Regions from separate parts of the Gasterosteus aculeatus genome. Here region 1 is linked to region 2. Evidence: chromatin contacts called from public Hi-C data. All regions are on one chromosome and are shown on one strand. The core of a region is the stretch at or near the end of the contact, and the rest is flanking DNA. Distances in the headings are between cores, read along the strand shown. Region 1 holds the start of slc17a6b (solute carrier family 17 member 6b). Region 2 holds the start of lin7c (lin-7 homolog C (C. elegans)).

Region 1 (4,474 bases), core at 1,403-3,902, 250 kb after region 2:
TTCTTTCTTATTCCGTATCTCCTTTTTTCCTGTCCCTTGGTTCCTTGATTAAATAAGAGCCGGGTGTCTCGTGTCTGGAGGCACGCGGGCTACGTCGCCATGTGCGTCAGGCGTGATCGCCGCCGTTGCCACACCTCCGTGATGACGATCTTGCCGTTCTGGTGGATGGTGCTGTTGTTGACCATGCCCACTATGGCCACGCCTAGGTTACACCGGATACCGAAGGAGATGCAGAAGCCCAGGCCGCTCATGATGGCGATGATGTAGCGGCGGGGCAGACCGAAGCAGCTGCAGTCGCACAGCGGGGGTTTCTTCTCCGCGGCCTCGCGGGGCCGCCCATCCTCCGTCAGCTCGATCACCTCCCCGGTTTTCTGTTTCCTCTCCATCACTCTGCAACAGCCAGGTGAGGACACTGGTCAGTGTCCCCTGATCGAACGAGATGATGCATCCCCCTAAAACGATTTCTCCTGTGATGGGACACATATCTGAGGAGGCCCATTTCTATCTCCAACTGTGAGAATATTTGATTTTGGAGTGGGCAGTTGGGTGGTTGGTGTGCCCATCTGAGATTCTTTATTTTTCACATGAGTGAGGAAAATTCCAGCATAAACAATATACATTGGCTGCACGAATGGACGGGCCTCCTTGTGGTATTTTATTCTGCCACACTACAGCCTTACAGCTTCAAGTCAGAGGACTCAAAAGGCAGCAACGTATCAAAAGCAAAACATGGATTCTGTATTTGGACATAAGAAAATAGAACAAAAAGGGAAATAAAAGCGGCTGGGCCTGCAGAGCTGAGACCAGGCGAACACGTCCCTGACTGTACCGCATTGCAGCAGCCCGCTCACTTTCACACTCATTAGCATTCACGGGACAGAGCAGCAGCTCCAGTCACCAGACACACACCTCTGTGGGCATTCCTCAAAGCCCCCCCCCTTGCGTCTCAGTGGACGTCACTTCTACTGGTCACATGATGAAAACCTAAAAACGAAAATGCGTGTATCTGCAAGCCCATGAAAAGCAACATAAATAATTAATGGAAAGGAATCGAAAAAATGCAAATCGATGAAGTCGATACGATATATATGAAATCAAAGGCCTTGGAAACATATAGAAAAACTGAGCTTTTCTAAAGGGTTATTGAAAGCATAACTGCAGCACATCAATTCATTTGCATGTTTATTTTATTGTATTTCAACCTCAGATTATAAAGAAAAAAGATATATGACCATGATAAACCATAAGCTATGCAAAAACGAGTAAAATGTATTAAAGAAACACCATTTACGTCCTATTGGTTGAAATTCCCCTCGTTGTTTCCCTTTCTATTAATTCGAGACACGGGCTGCAGGTTTATCACAATGCATTTAACGGATGGTAAATAAAATGGATTATAAATTATTAATGAATCTTCAAAAATGTGCGCGTTACCTGCGCGTCATGTATAACCTGTCTGCTTGTGAGATACACCTACAGGGCCCCTGCACCAGGACGAACTGGCTGCGTGCACGCTCCCATTCAGTGGCATCTAAGTACACGCGCTCATACACACCCACACACACAAGCATACACATGCACATGACTGCATAATTTTCCTCTCACGTCCAGAGTCTAGAGGCGTGACCAGAGATCCCTGTAAGTTGTAAAACAGTTTTGGGTGACCTGCACACCAACTTATCACCCTGACTCGTGTTTGGTTAAAAGAACAAGCACGCATATAATCACACCGCAACAGGAAATTGCTCCATGCCAATCAAGATTTTTTTTAAAAGGTCTGTCCTTACCTGTACATTTGACCCAGGGTCTTCCCCGCAAAGTCCTTCACCCCCGCCGCGGCTCTCGTCTTTACTGACTCCATGTCCGATTTCTACGTATAGGCCTGTTTCTCACTTGTATTTTAAATCTTAACCGTCATGTTACGGCGCAGGATGGCCAACTGCAGCGGCTACAAGGAAACCCACAAGCGAAGTTGTGATAAGCAGGAGTCCAGGGAGGTGACTATCAAAAAGACGAGTCTAATTTTCACAACGAAAGCGATCGCCGAAGCAAAAATAAAACATAAATAGAGGAGGAATCAAACGACCTTTGCGCCTTCATCCGCCACCATACCAGCTCCTGCCTGGCGCACAGTAGCCACGCCGAGTGCCATCACGACGGAACACAAAAATGAGTGAAACTGTCAGCGCCGTGGGATCGATCGGCTGTGGATTTTTCCGGAATCAAAAATAGAGAGTGCGAGTAAGAGAGATATATAGAGAGAGAATGAATGAACGGAAAAATAAAAGCGTTCAAAGTTTAGAAAGCAGAGGTGGTCGGGGAAGCTTCTATAAATCAAAGAGGGAGTGAGGCTGGATCGTGTCTCCTGTGATGCGCGCAGGTTCATCTGACGTCGTGTTCAGCACCGAGGTCAGCGACAGCAGTTCCGCGCTCAACATCTGGCCAGTTGCTCAGCACACATCAAGCCCAGGATCAACATATAACATGATAAAGAATTAATATATATGTATGACTTGGTTCATATCAGACATTTGAGAAAAAACACCGAGAGGGAGACGAAGAAATGTTTAGTTCGTGTTTCGCTTGTCGCTGCATATAATAACATTTAATAGGCTTTAACTCTATATATTAATCTTCCTTTGGCATTTTTATGCTCATATGTGCCTATATCTATTCAAAACAACAAGGACAGTCAACCCCATTTATGTAAGCTGCAACTCTCTGGAGGGCGGTGCTATGGAAACCAAATGAGCAGGAGTGGATTTCCCCCACAACAAGCTCCTCTGCTCAATGTAGGGATCCATCAATAATTTAATCCTATTTTCATTCCCCTGACAACCACATCTTCGCACTAAAGCATGCACACAATTTTTGAAACATTTTTTAATGTATATACATTTTATGAGATTTCAAAGATCTGATACTTTTCTCAATGCAGAAAAAATAAGTATTAGTAGTTTAGCATAATAATAAGAAATACGAAGGGAAAGAATGATTAGAAATTCAACAATACGAATTATACAGAAAGTACAACAGAAATACTAATGATAATAATAAAAAATAAAAAAATTCAAAGAGCTAAGATCTGCGATTAGAAGACAAAAGAGAAAGCCACACAAGCTGTGTCTTTCGTATGATTTGTTGGTATTGGACACCATCTAGTGGTCAAATGTACACAGAATATTGCTCTTCTACACAAGTACATGAAGCACCTTGCAAAATGATATTGTATATTACATCATTTTGTTTTTAGTAAAGTAAATTTACATTTAAAACTTGTTTTTGTGTATTGCCGCCTCTGTGGTATTTTCGAGCTTCACTGTGCATAGTGACCTCTGTGAAGCAGATAAACTGGAAACCACCACGTCTGCCTCCTGGAGGAAGTACATTTGTGTCCTCTCACCTTAAATATCAGTTGAACACTTACAATCATGAGTTGGTTTTGTGACATCAAATCACTAATTTGGAAGCCAATCTTGTTCAAAGATGGTACTTGCACAGGTGTTGTCTTGGTAATACTGAGAGTGCTTCTGAAGACATCTTGTGTCCAGTAGTGGAACTACAAAGTATTGTGATTTCACACAACACGTTGGTTTTACAGTTTAAGCTCTTTTTTTCTTAACCTCGCTCGTCACAATGTTCTTATTTAATTGTGTGTTTTGTGCAACAACAAAAACAACATATTCACTCTATAGATAGTATAGTATTTCTTTATTTACTGGGAATGTTAACAAGTTTCCTGCCTCTCAGCACAATCATTCTGAGTTCACAGTGAACTTATTACAGAATCATACAAAAACAAGTAAGCACAGAGGCGTAAGGCATTTGTTTTTTGGGAAACACATCATGCATGTTGCAAGAACATGCTGTGCACTTGTCAGACGTGTGCATAGCATGTTCAGGCTTAGCTTTCGACTGTGAACATTTGCTGATATCTGAAATCACAACTGTCTCATTTATAAAGAGGTTTCAATATAAACAGACAAGCTGTTTTTAGCTAAAGACAATCTCTGCGTCTAATCTCTGTTTCTTTATTCTTTATTACCCTTTCAAAAAGTAGCAGTGTATAGAATGCAATGAATTTGAAAAATTGTCTGAACCAACACGGCTCGGTTGTTGTTATGAGGCAACGAGTAGTACAAAATAAGAAATCGGGTGTTGTAAATCAATTAATAAATAAAAAAGCTTTAGGCTACACAGCACAAGCGAACCAATAAGGTAATTGCAGTGCAGCCCTTTTAAAAAGATTATTTATTATTTATATTTACAGGAACACTTAGTAACCAGAGTTACTAAAGGTCCTTTACTGAAATCCACACTCACAACGTGGGCACAAGAAATTCTTCTCCTTCTGTCGATTATAATGGTTTACGCCAACAGCATGGGGAGACAACAATCATGGGAAATTTGTAAACAGGAATATAGGCCATTTATTATCCATGTGAAACCCAAGGAGGAGTAAAGTCGACAATTG
Region 2 (4,205 bases), core at 988-3,487:
GAGAGAGAAGGAAAGGAGAGGAAGAGAGAGAGAGGGAGGGAGAGAGAGAACACATGGCCCGAAGGCTAAAAGAGGAGAGACATGGGAGCTTGGGCATCAACACGGACAAACCCTACTGGGGGAAGTTGTTCTGTTGGCGGCGCTTCGCCGACCTCATTTTCTCAAAGCGGGACTCCATTTCCTCCAGGACTTTGGGGGTGTACCTCACTACCAGCTTCACTGAGCCCTGAGCCGCTTTGAGGAGTTCCACAGCTTTCTCGTGGTGCTCACCTTCCACACTCTGAGGGGGGGCACAGAAACACACGATAAGGTTTTCTCCCCGGCCTTTACTAGCACTTGTCTGGCCCGGAGTCTTACGCCACCAACTGTTGGTGAGGGAAATGGTGTAAAAACGGAGTACGAGTAACCTACGTACACGGCAGAATGCTGAAGGATCCCCACTGACAAATCAGAGGCAACATTGCGACGAACACTAACGATATCACCAACATGATGGTATACCTATGAGGTTTTTAATAGTTAATGTGCCCTAACTGCTGAAGTGTTTACTTTTATCACCTGGTGACCATTGAAGCAGAGGTTGCAAAAAGAAAAGCTAAACTTTGAACAGGTCTTGTGACTTGAACGTACCACCCCGTTGACAGAGAGAAGCTGGTCGCCTCTCTTCAGTCCTCCATGTCGGTCAGCGATGCCGGCTGGGATGATTCGAGAGATATATATTGGGGAATTTTGCTCCTTCCCGCCCATTATGTTGAACCCCAGACCTTCTTCCGTTTTGGGAAGCTCCACAACACGCGGATGCGAGTGTCCCTCACTTGCTGCAAAAGCTGCCACAGTCGCCTACGAATGAACACGGTCACGTCATTTAAGCAGTGCATATCATTCCATTTGTTAGACTCGACACGCAATGTGGAATGTACGTCTGGAGCAAAACAAAAAACAAATGGTCTGAAAATAAAGATGCTGGAATCGGGTATACCTTCGCTGTGGCGTTGGCCCGGACTTCCGGACTGCTGTTGATGTCCACCGTTTCATAAACATGTTCATAAACCTGAGGAGACGTTGCCATATTTACAAGTTGTGAAGATAAAGTCATTAAACAAAACCCTGTTTTCAAAAACACATTATTCTAACACTAGAAGAAAAAGGGAACTGACGGCATCTCACAGTCACGTGTTTTTTAAAGGGGACAAAAGGGTCTCACTTCTCTGACGGCGTTGCAGAATTCACTCTGTAAGACCCTCTGCAGGGCCTGCAGCTTCTGGGGAGGCACTTCCCCCGTCCTCTGGAGCTTATCCAGCAGTTCAACAGCACGGTTAATATCTGTCAACGAGAGCACACGTGAACCCCCCCGTCAAGGGTTTTATTGAGATCTGTACATTGTCACAATCACATCTTTTCTTTTTCTGTGTTGATGTCAGTACAACATCTGTACCATGCGATTGCTTAAAAGCAATGTGAGGAAGCTGGTCTTACATCACTGTGAATTAAAGTATTAAGAATGATAAACTTAAAACCATATAGCAACATGCAAATAACACTCCAAAACAGATATCATAAAAAAATGATCCTTTATTGCAATTTACTTCATGAGGGTTAGGGTTAGTAAATTATTAAAACATATTATTGACTTGATGTTTGAAATGTGATTTATTCCCTTTACCACCTCTGAAGGTGCAACAACAGTGTATGAAAACCTCCATCAGGCAACATTCGTTGAAGCCTTCCACCATCACCTTACAGGATTGCTGTGTGTTGTCACTCATATTAGTCAATTGGCTGATACACCAACTTGAGTGAAACCGTGTAATTTAGCTGTAAAACCTCTCGCTCCGTGACTATGTTAATCGTTCAGTCATATTAATACACACTGGCGATCAGCAGGACTCCCTTAGCCTACAGACGATGAACAGGAAAGTTAGATGACCGCCAGTCACCTGCTCTGCGTGGCTAACGCTAAGCTAGCTTAACGTTAGATCACAACAAATATCTCTGCGCTACCGCGAGCTAGCCAATCGACTTTACCTCTTTCCAACCGCACGGGCTCCCCAAGCGATGCCATTCTGTTAGCAAGCGGCTGTTTAATGTCCCCTATATTTAGCGTTAATCACTGGGTATGGAGAATACGGTAATCCCGGGGCTAGCGTTACGTCCGTCTAACAGAGACGGTAAATCAGATTAGCCGAGGTAGCCGGCTAGGCTATTAGTTGCTAGTGTCATGATGCATTCAAGTAACACTCGTAGAGTGAACAACTCGGAACCCGCGTATATCATTTTATTTTCCGAGTTTCTGATTGCTCGGAGCCGCCACTGAATGCATCTTCCCTGGCTAATGTGAAGAGGTCAATATTTTATTTTTAAACCTTTAAGACAAAGTTACGTATGTATGTAACACCATACACATATCACAATAACCACGGAGACCCGTGTTTAATGTCTAGGCGTTCGTTTTGTGTAATTCGTACATGAACTGTCGACCTTCAGTGCTGTGTTAAGCCCACTGCAGGAAGGCGACAGAAGCTGTCCACTCTGACCCCAGACCCAATTAAACAATCACACAATCATGTGTCACTGCATCATTCTTTTCACAGGGGTGCTGCATCTGGAAATAGCTGAAAGATGAAAGGATTACTACATAAATATCCTGTGTATCAAAGCATCACGGAAACAACCAGAAACCTCTCCGGCTATTTCCTGACACAGAGGATGTGTTCCCTCTGCCGCCCTCTACTGGCGGCAGAACGCACGGACACTCGACTACATAACTGCAGGAAACTGCTGCTGCACTGCTCCATGTGGGCGGAAACTTTGGAGCTTGAGTCACTTGTGACCACACCCCAAGTGCGGACCCACGGCACGGTGTCTTTGCCTTTGACATCTGATGAAATACACGGATTTAGGGTGCGGCCAGAGGCACAACACACGTGAATGTAGCGGAGCCGCAGTATTTACTGTCTCTTTTATTTCTACAAGATGCTCATTGTTTCTGTAAAAAAACGTTTCATTGTTGTTTTGTCTTAAAGCTTTCAGCCACAACTTTGGGTTTAACGTCAATGCTATGTCTTCCTGTAGGATGACTAAATACTTTTCAATTCTTACTTGTTTTGTGCAGCCATGACAAGAAACCTACTGGGTGATTCATGCCCATACTGCATGCTTATCATCTTCCTCGCAGGTGGATTAGAGATGATTCGCAAGCTTCTGTATAAAAAAAAGTAACTCACAGCATCTCCATCAGCCTCCTCTGGAGAATCCGAGACAAATATCTTTTCATTGCTTCATGAGGAAGGTTTTATTTTTTCTTCTCAAAAGGCCTCGTCCGGTTCTCTTCAGAGGTCACACTTACCTTCAGGTTGATGACGATGAAGTAAAATAAGGTGCTCGGGATCAAATGTAACACAAATATCAAACATAATTGAACTTTCGATGAGGCTTTTATATCAGTGTCTTCTCTTTCTAAAATATGTCATATTATGGGGAATAAGGGCGTGGTTGATGGTATTAAGTTGCAAAGTGAACATGTTAAATTGTTATCCAGCTGTCATCTCAAACTCTGGCATCCAGACTCATAAAGCAAGGACTTTTCACCATGAGAAGCACACCATGAGTCATAATCTGCTGGTGAAACAAATTTCCAGTCGTCTTTAACCTGGATTACAAACCAGGATTTTTCCTCCTGATCACTGTAAATCTACTGCTGCACCAAACCTGGGGGATTCTTCTGCAGTAGAAGATTTAAAGATGGGATTACCATGTCATACCAGGTGTATCTTTTTAATGCACTCAAATGTTTGTGTCACTGTCCAAACTGTGTCTACCTGTGCTTTAGTAAGCAACGTAAATCTGCAAAAGTGTGCATAAAGACCAAAGACTCCACGACCATGCAGTACATTTGTGTAAGTAATGTGCTGCTGGGGATCAGGAGTTGGTTTAGGAGTATAAACATTTCTCTCCATAATATAATACTGAAGAACACTAGGAGCTGCAAAATATACATTGTTTCCACCCTCTGAAAATGAAAATATGATATTTTCTTGCAGCCTTTAAATTCATCGAGCATCCTAGTTTTTGTTAGAAGCTGGTTTTGGCTCGTGCATGAGTGTGTTTGTGTGTGCCATGCCTTCTTTCCCGCCTCCGGGTCTGTATAATAAAGTTTATCCTACTTGGAAATGCATCGTTGAAACTTTACCGACATTGATTTTGTT

The links. Hi-C and Micro-C count contacts between places; a contact is called where the count stands out from the background.
Region 1: a contact with region 2 is called in a Hi-C map of tail fin, with 3 times the contacts expected there. The contact joins the promoter of slc17a6b here to the promoter of lin7c in region 2. A contact is called at or near these places in 4 of 6 Hi-C or Micro-C datasets (skeletal muscle, tail fin and whole body).

Annotation. Positions count from the first base shown.
Region 1 is chr12:10,398,732-10,403,205 of fGasAcu3.hap1.1, forward strand. It overlaps slc17a6b (solute carrier family 17 member 6b), which reads right to left and starts at 2,653. Exons shown (of 13, transcript XM_040204979.2): 1 at 2,087-2,653; 2 at 1,788-1,948; 3 at 135-390. The coding sequence starts at 1,861. It overlaps ano5b (anoctamin 5b), which reads right to left. Exons shown (of 20, transcript XM_040201349.2): 20 at 3,695-4,474.
Region 2 is chr12:10,147,153-10,151,357 of fGasAcu3.hap1.1, forward strand. lin7c (lin-7 homolog C (C. elegans)) reads right to left here and starts at 2,238. Exons shown (of 5, transcript XM_040202144.2): 1 at 2,026-2,238; 2 at 1,205-1,323; 3 at 980-1,051; 4 at 631-840; 5 at 1-280. The coding sequence starts at 2,062. The coding sequence ends at 113. bdnf (brain-derived neurotrophic factor) reads right to left here. Exons shown (of 3, transcript XM_078085131.1): 3 at 4,199-4,205.